2 separate regions of the Zea mays genome follow, and region 1 is linked to region 2. The links are chromatin contacts, called in public Hi-C maps. All regions are on one chromosome and are shown on one strand. The core of a region is the stretch at or near the end of the contact, and the rest is flanking DNA. Distances in the headings are between cores, read along the strand shown.

Region 1 (6,373 bases), core at 2,477-4,976, 430 kb after region 2:
TAAAGTTACCACAGCTATGCAATGACTACCTCGTTTACAAATCATTTTGTTAGAAGGAAAAAGAGTATAATCAGCTCTATACAAAGTTCATAAGTTCAGTTTATTGTTTAATGTTCATAACAAAAGTAAAATTACATCACATACTCTAATTCAAAGTTACAAAAACATCTAACTAGCATTATCTCTAGCTTTGTATTCTTTATCAAGTATATGAAAATATGGAATGAAGTGTGTTTTAATAAATATATGGATCTTTTCGTGCCTCTATATGGGTCATTTCGTGCCTGCCTTAAACGGGTCGTGCTCGTGCCCGCCCATGGCCGTGACCTCGCCCCAAACCTGGCCCGGCACTAAATTATTTTGGGTCGTGCTGTGCCTGGACCGTACTTGTTTTTCGTGCTCCGGGCCAACTCATTGGGCCTAACCCAAATGTACAGCTATGCTTGCGGCGCGGTTGCGCCGTTGCCTCCATCATCTCCCTGTTCCATACTCTTTAGTCTTTACTATCGCACCACGCCGATAATTCCACCACGCCATCCCTGTTTGCTTAGGAACCAGATCGCCTGCAGTACTGCAGGCTGCAGTGCGTTCGTCCATCGTAAATCCAACGGTTGCCAGGCGTCTAGCCCTGCAGTGCGTCGTCGGACGCGTCCAGCCCGTCCCTCTCGCTCGATGTGCAGACAGCAGCTTCGTTGTTTCCTCTTTTTCTTCCTCAGCAGACAACAGCTTAGATTGTTTAGCATTGCCAATTAATTTACATGTACAGCAAGGTTGTATGATGAGGAATGATTTGTAAACTAAAATTTTGAAAGAAAGTGAATGTAATTACTATTGAGAATTCTAGCACTGAAGATTTCCTGATGAACGTTTTTGTTTTAGTCTGAACATTCAATCCAGACTGAATGTTTTTGCAGTGTGCACTTTCTAACAAAATACTCCACAATTTGCAGTGTAGTTTAAACCTTACAATTCCAGGAACAAAATACAGGTGTCAATAACAAACTAGCTCTCTTGATTTGCCCAAAAACTAAAATAATTCCTCAATTTTCAGATCATCACTGCCTACTCCATTCAGTAGTTGAGTGAAGGAGCTGATGGTCCTATATTCTTCAGAGTCCTTACCCTTGTCGATGCTTGCTTCTTTCCCCATATCTTGTGCCTTGCGAGAAAAGAAAGTTGAAAAATTCAAAATATATCTGAAAGTCTATAATAATATAATGCTATAATGCACTTGTTAAAAATTTTGACATACCATTGGTACTTGTACAGACACCAAAGTTTTCCTTTGACCTTTTTTCCTCCCTTTGTGCTTTTCTTCCCAACCAAGTTTTTGTCTCTTTGAACTTCTTAACGGATATCTTTTTTCTTTAACCGTGCATTACTCAATGTGTCATTGGGTGGAGCAACATCAACATGAGCTACACTTTGATCAGCATTAGAAATACTTGGGCATGTACTAATTTTGTCTTCAAGCTGTTGGCTAAGGAGGTCTATTGCGTTGTCCATTAGTGAAGAGCACTCTGGAAAGTAGGCTGCTCGATGTGCCAAATTCAGAAGTTTGTGAGAGAAATATCTATAACGAAGCAATACATCAAGCTTTGGATTTTCAATTATATTTTTCCATTCATATCCTGTACAATGCCACTACATGCTTGTCGTGTCCATCTCTTTAATATATATTGTGTAGGCAATGACTTGATATTCATTAAATCAAGAACTTTTAAAGCATGGGCACATATTATTCCAATTCTATTAAATAAGTTGCAACTGCATGTAGCTGTTTGGTCCAAAGGATTTCCAATAACTCTAAACTCTTCATCAAGGACAAGTTCCTCACCAAGGCTCCCTGTTGCAACAAGATATTCATTATTTCCATCCAATACTCTAGTGCATGATGTCATAGACCTTTCATATTGACCTTGAAAAGCTTCAAATATGACTGGTGTGTACAACTTGCTTGCTTGCAACAGCATAGGTATCTTCATTATGACCCTCGGTATTTTTTTCCTCGATTCAAATTCTGAGTTTAACTCATTATTTCTTTTTCCTTGCACCACCCTTTCAAAATGTTTCAAAAATCGAATGATGTCAAAATCTGATTTGAAGTGAATTTTCAAATCATTGTTTAGACTCTCACTCAATTGTGTGCTTCGCATGCCCAATGTATAAACATCTTTCATATAACATTCAGCCCATTTTTCTTTCAAATTGTAAATGTTGTCTAACCAAGTTTGCTTTTGTATCTTTGTCCTCAAGATGGCAAATTCTCTGTCAAATGTTTCCTGGTCCACATACTCAAACATGCATGCACTGAAATCAGCTAGAACATTTGAGCCTTTAGCTTTTTCTTGTTTAGGCAAATGTTTGATAGCATTTTGCATTATGTGAAAAGTGCACAATCCATGCCATGCCTCATGAAACACTAGTTCAACCGCCTTCCCCATTGCAAAATCTTGGTCTGTGTAGAACGTTTTTGGTTGTTTTCTATTATGTGCTTGTAGAAAGGTCTCAAAGAGCCACCGAAAAGACTCAAATGTTTCATCATACATTAGAGCAGCACCAAAAACTACTGTTTCTCTGAACTGGTTGAATCCAACAAAAACACCAAAAGGCCGACTCTCTCTATTTGTTCCAAAAGTAGTGTCAAAGGAAACAACATCACCAAAATGTATATAATCAGCAATCATTTTAGCATCAGCCCAAAATATGTTTGCAATCTTCTCCTCAATATCCATTTGTGTCGCATATTGAAATGATGGGTTCTCTGCTATTTTATCTTGAAAGTATTTGAGCATGCTTCCAGCTTGACCATATGCCATCTCTCGTTGTCGCTTTCCCCTCAAATAGTTTTTATGGTCACGTAGGGTATAACTCAGATTAAGCGGTCCACCCACTTGGCGACATGCTAATTCGTGTGATGCTTTAGGACCTATTCCTGAATCATCAGCAGCTTCAATTTCAAAGGCTTGCAATTCTGAAATTTTTCTTTGTGACACCATCAAGTGAAAAGTTTCTGGTGAGTGAAGGTCATGATTGTGTTCCAACTTTAGATCATAAACTTTATATCCATCCATCTCTTTATCCTTTGCAAGACCCATACGCACTTCACAATCCGTTCTTGTTTCAGCTCGTTGACATTTTACTTGATCACTCCTTTTGTCCTTTCCTCTATGACCTTCATTGGCACAAACAAATCTACATGATGTTATCTTTCCATCAATCTTACTTTTGTTTGCATAGTGCTTTCTAACATCAAAACCACTCTGACCATCGTATGCCAGCCAAAACTTCCAACCCTCTTCTGGATTTCTAAATTTCATGCCAACATGAGGAACTAAACAGGGCAAAACTTTCTCCCTGAAATTCATTAGTACTTTCGTCATTGTGTATACAAGGCAATAACTAAATTCCTTTGTGTTGTACGGCTACATCAAAAGTTCAGAAATCTAATGCTATGAGACACAAAATAAATAAATCTTACTCACGTGTAGGGTTTGTAGGGTTCTCCATTCACATCCTCTCCCATCTTCCCTTGAACTGGATGAATCGCTCGTTTGCCCTCGAAATTTGCTCTTTGTGCTGCATCAGCAAACGGTGTTGTGCTGGAGTGAATTTTTCCTTCGATATGTTGCTTTCCCGCTGCCTTTTTCTTCCATTGGCACTGACGGCGGCATGTCTAAAGAGGCTGCGTACTAGAGGAGTCAAATAACAATAGGAGAAATTATTGGGCCAGAATATGGGCTATAGGTACAAGTCTAGCAAAACATAGAGGCCGACAGGCGCACGGCACGTCGAGCGAGAGGGACGCCTGGCAACCGTTGGATTTGCGATGGACGAACGCACTGCAGCCTGCAGTACTGCAGATGATCTGGTTCCGTTTGCTTAGCCCCCCCCCCCCCCCCCCCCCCCCAGATTTCGCCGCGAGATTATATGGGATTCGGTAGATGAGGGCGGCGCTATTCGGTGCCCAGCGGAACGGGGCTGCGGACCCCATCGGAGGCGGAAAGACGCTGTTCTGGCCGGAGGGGAAGGCGAAGACGCTGTTGGAGCCGTGGTCCGTGCTGGACTGCACGCGGAGCCCCAGCAACTCAACGTCGACGCTGTCGTCGTCCCTGGGCAGCGGCGCTGAGGACTCGACCGGCGTGGCGGTGGTTTCGGACAGAAGCGCCGCCGCCGAAGCCACCAAATGGGGAGCCCCCGGCGAGCACGGCGGCGGCGGCGGGAAGGAGGACTGGGCCGGCGGCTGTGAGCTGCCGCCGATTCCCACCGGCCTCGACATGGGGGTCGTGGTCGCCGACAGCTGGGACGCCATGCTCGGCAACGCCGCTGCGGCGGCGCAGGACCAGACGTTCTTGAACTGGTTCATTGGGGCCGCCGGCGACTTGGATCAGTCAGGACCGCCGCTTCCCGTGCACCACCAGCCGCTCCTCGACAATGTGGGCTTCGGGTTCCCGGCAGCGGACCCTCTGGGTTTCACGCTCGATCCCCACCTCGGCGGCGTTGCCTCTGACATGTCGTCCCCTGGTGCGGTGTCGCAAACTACCAACAGTGGCGGCGGTGGCAACAAGGCGTCCTCGGCCTTCGGCCTCTTATCCCCGGAGTCTGCTTCCTTCCAGCCGCCGCCGCTTCCGGTGCTGTTCCATGAAGGCATCGACACAAAGCCCCCTCTTGATACGCAGTCGCCCGGCCTCCTCCACCAGTACCAGCACCAGCCGACCCCCGCCACAACCTTCCTCATGTCCATCCCCTCCTTCCCCAGCTACAATCAGCAGTCGCCACTCGTCCATCCACCGGCCAAACGTCATCAATCCATAGGAGGCGACCTCTATCTCGCCCGAACTCGGCTTCTGCCGCCGCCGCCGACGGGGCAAGGTCATGCCTTTCCACCACTAAATGGTCCTGCTCCATTCCAGCTCCAGCCTTCGCCGCCACTGCCCCACGGGGCAATGAAGAGGACGGCTGCGGAGGCGGCGCAGCAGCAGTTGCTGGACGAGCTGGCGGCGGCGGCAAAGGCCGCTGAAGCTGGCAATTCCATTGGCGCGCGAGCGATATTGGCGCGGCTCAATCACCAGCTTCCCCCGCTCGGGAAGCCGTTCCTCCGCTCCGCCTCCTACCTCAAGGAGGCCCTCCTCGCGCTCGCCGAAGGCCATCACGGCGGCTGCCACCTCAAATCACCGCTCGACGTTGCCCTCAAGCTCGCGGCGTACAAGACTTTCTCTGATCACTCGCCCGTGCTCCAGTTCACCAACTTCACCGCAACGCAGGCACTTCTTGACGAAATTGGTGGCAGCACGTCGTCCTGTATCCATGTCATCGATTTTGATCTTGGCGTTGGAGGCCAGTGGGCTTCTTTCTTGCAGGAACTTGCACACTGCCGTGGCGCAGGTGGCGCAGCTCTGCCGTTCGTTAAGCTCACTGCCTTTGTATCAGCTGCTTCCCACCATCCACTGGAGCTGTGTCTTGCGCGTGACAACATTGCACAGTTTGCTGTTGACCTTGGAATTCCCTTTGAGTTCAGTGCTATCAGTGCTGATATGATCAACCCTGCAGAATTCATTTCTGCCACTGATGATGAAGATGTAGTTGTTGTCCTCCCGACTGGTTGCTCTGCTCGTGCACCACCACTGCCAGCGATCCTTGGGTTGGTGAAACAGCTAGCTCCTAAGATTGTGATAGCCATAGACCATGGCGCTGATCGCGCTGATCTTCCCTTCTCACAGTACTTCTTAAACTGCTTTCAGTCTTGCATGTTCCTCCTTGATTCGCTTGATGCTGCTGGCATTGATGCTGATTCTGCCTGCAAGATTGAGAAGTTCCTGATTCAGCCAAGAATTGAGGATTCGGTGCTTGGGCGGGGCAAGGTGGACAATCCAATTGCATGGAGAAGTGCATTTGCAGCTGCTAGGTTCGTGCCTGTTCCACCCAGCAATTGGGCAGAGGCAGAGGCCGATTGCCTCCTGAAACGGGTGCAGGTCCACGGTTTCCATGTGGAGAAATGTGGGGTCGGGCTCACACTATACTGGCAGCATGGCGAGCTTGTCACTGTATCAGCATGGCGGTGCTGATCAGCAATCTACGCCTGTGGGCACCAATATTTCACCACCATTTGCTAGCAGCTTCAACTCCAGTAACGTGTATTTCGTCTTGCAATTTAGTGTTGCAAAGGTAACAAATATATTGGTGTTGAACCCTTCATGTTGATTATCTTTGCAACTTATTAGCTAGAAGTAGAACTAGCGGATTTTTAGCAATGTTGGTGTCAATGTCTCTAGTGTAATGATGTTGCTCTAGGTTTTTACCCTGCTTGCTCTCGGGTCACTAGACATTCTAATGTGACTTGAAACACTGCTTGTGAGGAGAGGGTATAATTAAC
Region 2 (7,023 bases), core at 3,135-5,634:
ATTGGACTAACTAGTTTGCTCTAGATTATAAGTTTTACAGGTGCCAAAGGTTCACAATAGACCAATAAAATGACCAAGAAAGGGTTCAAACAAAGAGAGCCAAAGACAACCGAAGTGTGCCCTGGTCTGGCGCACCGGACTGTCCGGTGTGCCACCGGACAGTGTCCAGTGCACCACCGGACAGTGTCCGGTGTACCAGGGAACTCAGCTCCAAACTTGTCACCTTTGGGAAAATCAGAGGGTGCTCCGCTATAATTCACCAGACTGTCCGGTGAGGCACCAGATAGTGTCTGGTGGCACACCGGACTGTCTGGTGTGCCAGCGGAGCAACGGCTACTTCAGCGCCAACGGTCGACTGCAACCGCATTCAATGCGCTACAGTGCGCGCCAGAGTCAGAGCAGCGTTAGAAGGCGCACCGGACAGTCTACAGTACTTGTCCGGTGCACCACCGGACAGCCAGAAGACCCCACCTATCAGAGCTCCAACGGTCGAAACCTAACGGCCGGGTGACGTGGCTGGCGCACCGGACTGTCCGGTGCGCCATGCGACAGCAGCCTCCACCAAACGGCTAGTTTGGTGGTTGGGGCTATAAATACCCCAACCACCCCACCATTCATTGCATCCAAGTTTTCAGACTTCTACACCTTACAAGAGCTATAGCATTCAATTCTAGACACAACCAAAGAGATCAAATCCTCTCCCAAGTCCAGAATCACTCCAAATCAAATAGTGACTAGAGAGAGTGACATTTGTGTTCATTTGAGCTCTTGCGCTTGGATTGCTTCTTTTCTTTCTCATTCTTCTTGTGACCAACTCAATTGTAACCAAGGCAAGAGACACCAATTGTGTGGTGGTCCTTGCGGGGACTTAGTGTCCCGTGTGATTGAGAAGAGAAGCTCACTCGGTCTAAGTGACCGTTTGAGAGAGGGAAAGGGTTGAAAGAGACCCGGTCATTGTGACCACCTCAACGGGGAGTAGGTTTGCAAGAACCGAACCTCGGTAAAACAAATCCTTGTGTCTCACTCCTTATTTGCTTGCGATTTGTTTTTCACCCTCTCTCTCAGACTCGATTATATTTCTAACGCTAACCCAGCTTGTAGTTGTGCTTAAGTTTATAAATTTCAGATTCACCCTATTCACCCCCTCTAGGCGACTTTCACATGCCACAGTCTCAATCTTACTATTTGTGATATGGCAAAATCTTGTAGGAAAGCTATTTCATTTTTTGGGATTGTTCAGCGCATATATGTATTAATTGCTGGTTCTACGAAAAGGTGGAATATTTTGCTTAAACATGTTCCTAATTTAACTGTCAAATCTTTATCCAATATTCGTTGGGAGAGTCGAATCAAAAGTGTTACAACAATAAGATATCAAGCTACTGAGTTAAAGTCAGCTTTGTCTGAGTTACGTCATGCTTCTGATGTTGAACCCAAAGACAAAAGTGATGCAAAAAATTTATTTGATGCACTTGTCAGCTTCGAGTTTCTACTTGGTATGATTATCTGGCATGATGTTCTATATGCTGTAAACAAAGTGAGTAAAATGTTACAGTCGCCAGCCATGAACATTGACACTACTTTGAAGTTAATGGAAGATATGATGCAATATTTTGAGAAATATAGAAATGAGGGGTTTTCTTGTAGTCTGATCATTGCCAAAAGTATTGCAAATAAAATGGGTGTAGAGGCTTCATTTTTAGAAAAACGTCGTGTTTTGAGGAAGAAGCAATTTGATGAAAGTAGTTCCCAAGAGGAAATCCTAGAAGTTGAGAGGGCTTTTGAAGTTAAATATTTTTTGGTTTTGGTTGATATGGCTATCACTTCTTTAAAGACTAGATTTGAAGAACTCATGGTGTTTAAAGGTATATTCGGATTTTTGTTGAGCTCAAGCACCGTGAAGTCATTAAATGATACTGAACTTGAAGAGCATTGCACCAAATTCGCAAACACTTTATCTCATGATGGCTTATCTGATGTTGAGGTACATGATCTTATTTCTGAATTGAAGATTATGAAATTCACTTTGCCAGATGAAGTATTGTCTGCTATGGAGATTTTCGAGCATGTCAGAGAGGTGGATTGTTATCCTAATGTTTCCATTGCTTATCGAATATTATTTACTGTGTCTGTGACTGTTGCATTAGTAGAAAGAAGCTTTTCAAAATTGAAATTATTGAAGAACTATTTGAGGTCAACAATGACTCAAGAAAGGTTAAATCATTTGGCGACTTTATGCATCGAGAAAAAAATTATTGGACGAGATTGATATCAATAGTATAATTGATGACTTTGTATTACGAAATGTCAGAAGGAATTTTTCTAGATGATTTCAAGTGTAAGTAAGTGCTTATGATTATAATTTATACTTATCATTTATAAATATTAAAGTATTATATGTCAATTATTTTTTGTGTCAAATAATATTTTTCTTGGTAGTTTAGTGATATATTTGTAAGAGTATATAAATAATTATATACATATAGACGCGTGTGTGTGTATATATATATATATATATATATATATATATATATATATATATATATATATATATATATATATATATATATATATATATATATATATATATATATATATATATATATATATATATATATATATATATATATATAAGATGGGGTCTTCGTAGCCCCTGTTTGTTTCGGCTTTTCGCAGCTTCTGGCCACCAAAAGTTGTTGCGAATTGCCAAACACTCAACTTTTCAGCCAGCTTCTATAAAATTCGTTTAGGTAAAAACCATTCAAAATCAATATAAAAATATAATCGGTTAACGCAATAATAGTAATCTGTCACTTTATAGATCCTGAGCCCCATGGATAACTTTATCTTCCTCCATACGTAATCGTAATGATACTCAGATTTTTTTCACAGCCAGATTCTTAACCCAACCAGATTTTCAGAAAAGCTGGTCAGAAAAAAGCCGAAGCAAATAGGCCGATATAGACGCTCAGGACAAGACTGGCGCTGCGCGCGATACTAATCCACTGGCGCCCCTGTTCAAGGTACTAGATGTTGCTTCACCTGTGCAATGAACGATGCAAGGTCTGGTGCTATCCATGACCAGTCATGGTTAAATCAATTTTTTTACATATACTTGAAATGGGATATCACTATCAGAGTAGGACATGCGAATATAACGCCATGTCTAGCAAGAGAGCTTGGAGTAAAGGAAAAGACTCCTACGCACAGCCGAGTTTTTTCCTTAAGGTAGGCGACCGTGTACTTATCTTCCGGCTGATAGGCTGTCTCCGACAACTTCCTTTAAATTTCATCTTTTAAAAAAATATTCTCTATTTTTTTATAGATCATTCTAAAATATTCTATTCTCTATATCTTCACTTTCTCCAACAATATCCTCTATATCTCATCCTCTATATTAAATAATCAATTAAAATCACTATTTCAGCGTCCCCTCCACGTGGGTCCCATTTATTCAGAGCCTACAGCCTCGTACCACTCCGACTTGTTGTCTTGCAGCTTCGAGCGATAAAGGATCCGTCAAATATAGCAGCTAAACAACGTTCGGTATATTTTAGCGTTTGGTTTATCACTTGCTGCTGGAGCGGTACGGGACGCTGCCGTCCGCTAGATATATCGGACAGAAGGCTTTACAGGAGCTTGCTGGAGGTAGCCTTACGGCCCTTACCACATATATATCAAGATTCGTGAAAGCCACGGAATGAGAAGGAGAAACGAGGAAGGTGTTGTTGACCCATGCGAATCTCGAAACAGTTTTAGACAGCCTCGCGCTCCCGAAACCTAGAATCATTGTTTGCGAGACCTGACCTCCAACTCCAATAATGCAGCACCAACCAACAACAGTGCATCTGGTAATATCTTCGATCATGTTAGATCGTGGGACGCAGTTGAGAAGGGGAGCAAGATTCTTGCGTCTGAACCACCATTCTAACGATCGTACCGACAGCGATGGCCAATGGGGCAATCTGCGGAAACTGTAGACTTTCCGGTAAACGACCGATTCTCAAATGAGGTGGACATCGAAGTTCTGTCAAAATTCACTGCGGCGCTCGCGGAGCCCAGGCCCCAGGCTCACAAAGAGAGAGAGAGAGACCTTTTTGCAGTTTACGTCACGGCCGCAAGGTACACGTCCGTCCCTTTCCAAGCCAGCGTGGGTGGGCGGCGCGATCCCCAGCCGATCCGAACGGGCAACGGGCGCTGCGCGCTGGGGTCGCCCGAATCCAACCACTCCAGCCAACCAACGCGCGAAATGGCGAAACGATTGCAGTGGGAGGGAGGGAGACCCTGATTGGCACGGACGGCCACCGCCGTAACCAATCATTCCTCGGCCTCCCAAACCTTCATCCTTTTTATGCCAACCAAAACTCCACCCTCCTCTCGAGCCCGAGCCCATCTGATCCTCCGATTCAGTTCTTCTCCCCCTACCAAAAGGCCGAGCCCCCCTCAGGCCTCAGCTCCGCCTCCGCGCTGCCAACCATACTCGTCAAGCCGTCACACTTTGTCTCTCTCGTGCCCCGATACTCTTTTTCTTTTTTTTTCTTTTCTTTTTTTTTTTTTTTTTGCTTCCGGGAGCAGCAACCGTCGCCGTGGCCCCGCCTTGGATATTCCATCAGTTTTCGGGTTCTTGGATAGGAGAAAGCGGGGCGCTCAATTCCCCCCCTCCTGATCCTTGTTCCTTGATCGCCGCCATGAGCAACACGCTGCTTCGAGTCTACCCTTCCGACCTGAAGATGCCATGTAAGTGCTTATATTATATGGATATCCTAGCTACCGTTCTTCAGCATATCGGACTGATCGGGTCCTCGCTGCCGTCTGTGTGTTTGATGCCGTGAGCAGTCGAGCTCAGGAAGCAGAACTCAGCGTGTCTTGAGCTCGTCAACAAGACCGACCGGTGGGTGGCTTTCAAGGTGGCAAATTTGAACGAATCTCGTTCTAGTGAAAGGTGCAACCTTGCGCATCGGAGTCAGGCTAAAGTGACTGGTTTTTGTCTCCCCGTGTATCTCTCCGAATCTGCAGGTCAAGACGACGAACCCTAGGAAGTACTCGGTGCGCTCTGCCTCCGGTGTCGTGCCGCCCAGGGGATCCTGTGGCATCACAAGTGCGTCGTCTGCTTCGTGTTTCTTTGTCGTATGGTCTGATCAATCGTTCTCATTGCTATATATTCTGATGAGATTGGTGTAGTAACGATGCAAGCGCCCAAGGAGATGCCCCCGGACTACCACTGCAAGGACAAGTTTCTTGTTCAGAGCATTGCTGTGGAGGAGGGGACGACGCAGAAGGACATTGTCCCTGACATGGTAAATTCTGGTAGAACTCGGGTTTCTGGAGTCTAAATGGCACTGTGCATTGCTTACTTTTACAGTAGTATTGTGTAACGTTAACGTTTGTGGCTTGTAGTTCAGTAAAGCACCAGGTAAGTTAGTTGAGGAGTTCAAGCTGAGGGTGGTCTATGTCCCTGCCAATCCTCCCTCACCAGTGCCTGAGGAAACAGAGGAAGAGGATGGATCTCTTGATTCAGATGTGGACCATGAAGTATCCACGTCCAACTCTGTACGTACTAAATAATCTTACTGCATGTGAGCAAATGATGCCATGTTCGTTCCTAGTGTAATATGATTGGTGCCTTCAATTGTTTTTCAGGCAACAGGACAAGGGAATACATGTAGATCACAAACATCAGATGATGAGGTGTCCCTAGTTCCACCTAAATATCATTTGTCTTTGTGTTCCCTCAGATTCATAAATATGGATCTTGTGCTGATCACCTGCTGCATAGCATATTATCTTAAAAGGACGGATTTAACTTCGGTGTTCATGGAAATACTGTGCTCTAAAAATTCGCAGTAGTAGCCTAATTTCTTTCCTGCTCTGACGTCATCCTCCTCTGGGCGACACGGGCGGCTCCCCATCGACCGCACCCACCGCCGCCGGTCTTCACCCCCGCCGTCGCCGGAGCAGCTCGCCGGAAGTTCGACGAGCAGCGAGGAGGGCGGCGGCGGGACTGCTCTCTCACTCATTTCCCTCCCTTCTTCCACCCACTCCACTCCTCCCTCTTCCTGGAGGTGGCCGGCGACCTGATCCGCCGCTGGGAAGGCCGGATCGGCGGGCTGACTGGCCGGATCTAGGGGCTGGTCGCCGTCCGCCGCTCCTCCCTGCTGGCATGGGCAGGTGGCCTTGTGGCCGCAACCATGGTGGCTCGTGCGGCTAGCCCGTGGCGGTAGTGCCCGCGCTCGCGTGGCCATGGCCGTGGCTGGCCGGCGACGTTGGCGCCCACGCACGCGGCCGGCCCGCTGCGGCGGCGGCGTGGCTCGCTTGTGCTTGTAGCGTGGTGCTTGGATCGGGGGCGTTGGTGGATCTGCGGCTGCCAGCGGTGCCTTCTGCAGGTGGTGGGTCATGGTCGTGGGGCTGGGGGCCGGATCTTGAGCCTCTCCGGCTAGATTTATCTCTCCGCCTCTCGTTTCGGCCTGTGGTGTGGGCAGGGCCGGCTGGCTCCGTGCGTTGCGGCGTGTGGTGGGAGGTCCTGCGACGAAAGCCATGCTCGCTTGCAGGCGGACAGCGGTGACGCCCGCGGGCGCCACCCCTACCCTATCGAGGGTGCCGTCTTTGGACCTCTCGCCCCATGCGGGAACCCTCGCCTTGGCCTTCTTAGGTCTCTCGCTGGTGCTCGACCGGCGTTGGGGCTCTGAGGGTTGGGGCTGGTGGGTTGGTGCGTCGGTGGACGGCAGAAGGTGACAACACGCGATGGCTTGGCGGGGTGACATCGGCGTGGCTGACCTTTCAGCTTTCTTCTTGGTGCTGGCGATCTACACTGCTCTGCTAGGTCTTCAGAGGAAACTTTGCTTGGTTTGTACCAGGCGGGCGGCGACGACTTTTCGACGTCGTTTCTCCTTCTTGAAGGTGCGGCCCAGAAGACCTGCAGTTTGTGTGTTCGTTCGTGTTGTGGAGGCTCTTCGTCGCTCCGCTTGGCTCAATGGTGTCCGTGTTGTGGAGGCTCTTCGTCACTCCGCTTGGCTCGATGGTGTC

The links. Hi-C and Micro-C count contacts between places; a contact is called where the count stands out from the background.
Region 1: a contact with region 2 is called in a Hi-C map of bundle sheath, with 2.7 times the contacts expected there. The contact joins the promoter of LOC103627519 here to the promoter of LOC100191760 in region 2. A contact is called at or near these places in 2 of 25 Hi-C or Micro-C datasets (bundle sheath and tassel).

The regions. Positions count from the first base shown.
Region 1 is chr5:197,202,117-197,208,489 of Zm-B73-REFERENCE-NAM-5.0, forward strand. It overlaps LOC103627519 (protein FAR1-RELATED SEQUENCE 5-like), which reads right to left and starts at 3,727. Exons shown (of 3, transcript XM_008647812.4): 1 at 3,486-3,727; 2 at 1,253-3,357; 3 at 823-1,159. The coding sequence starts at 3,526. The coding sequence ends at 1,611. It overlaps LOC100279420, which reads left to right and starts at 3,887. Exons shown (of 2, transcript XM_023300204.2): 1 at 3,887-5,641; 2 at 5,742-6,373. The coding sequence starts at 3,945. The coding sequence ends at 5,820.
Region 2 is chr5:196,770,432-196,777,454 of Zm-B73-REFERENCE-NAM-5.0, forward strand. LOC100191760 (vesicle-associated protein 1-3) reads left to right here and starts at 4,385. Exons shown (of 6, transcript NM_001385239.2): 1 at 4,385-4,737; 2 at 4,837-4,907; 3 at 5,017-5,098; 4 at 5,182-5,297. The coding sequence starts at 4,689. It overlaps LOC100304161 (transcription factor TFIIIB component B'' homolog), which reads left to right and starts at 5,850. Exons shown (of 11, transcript NM_001350089.1): 1 at 5,850-7,023.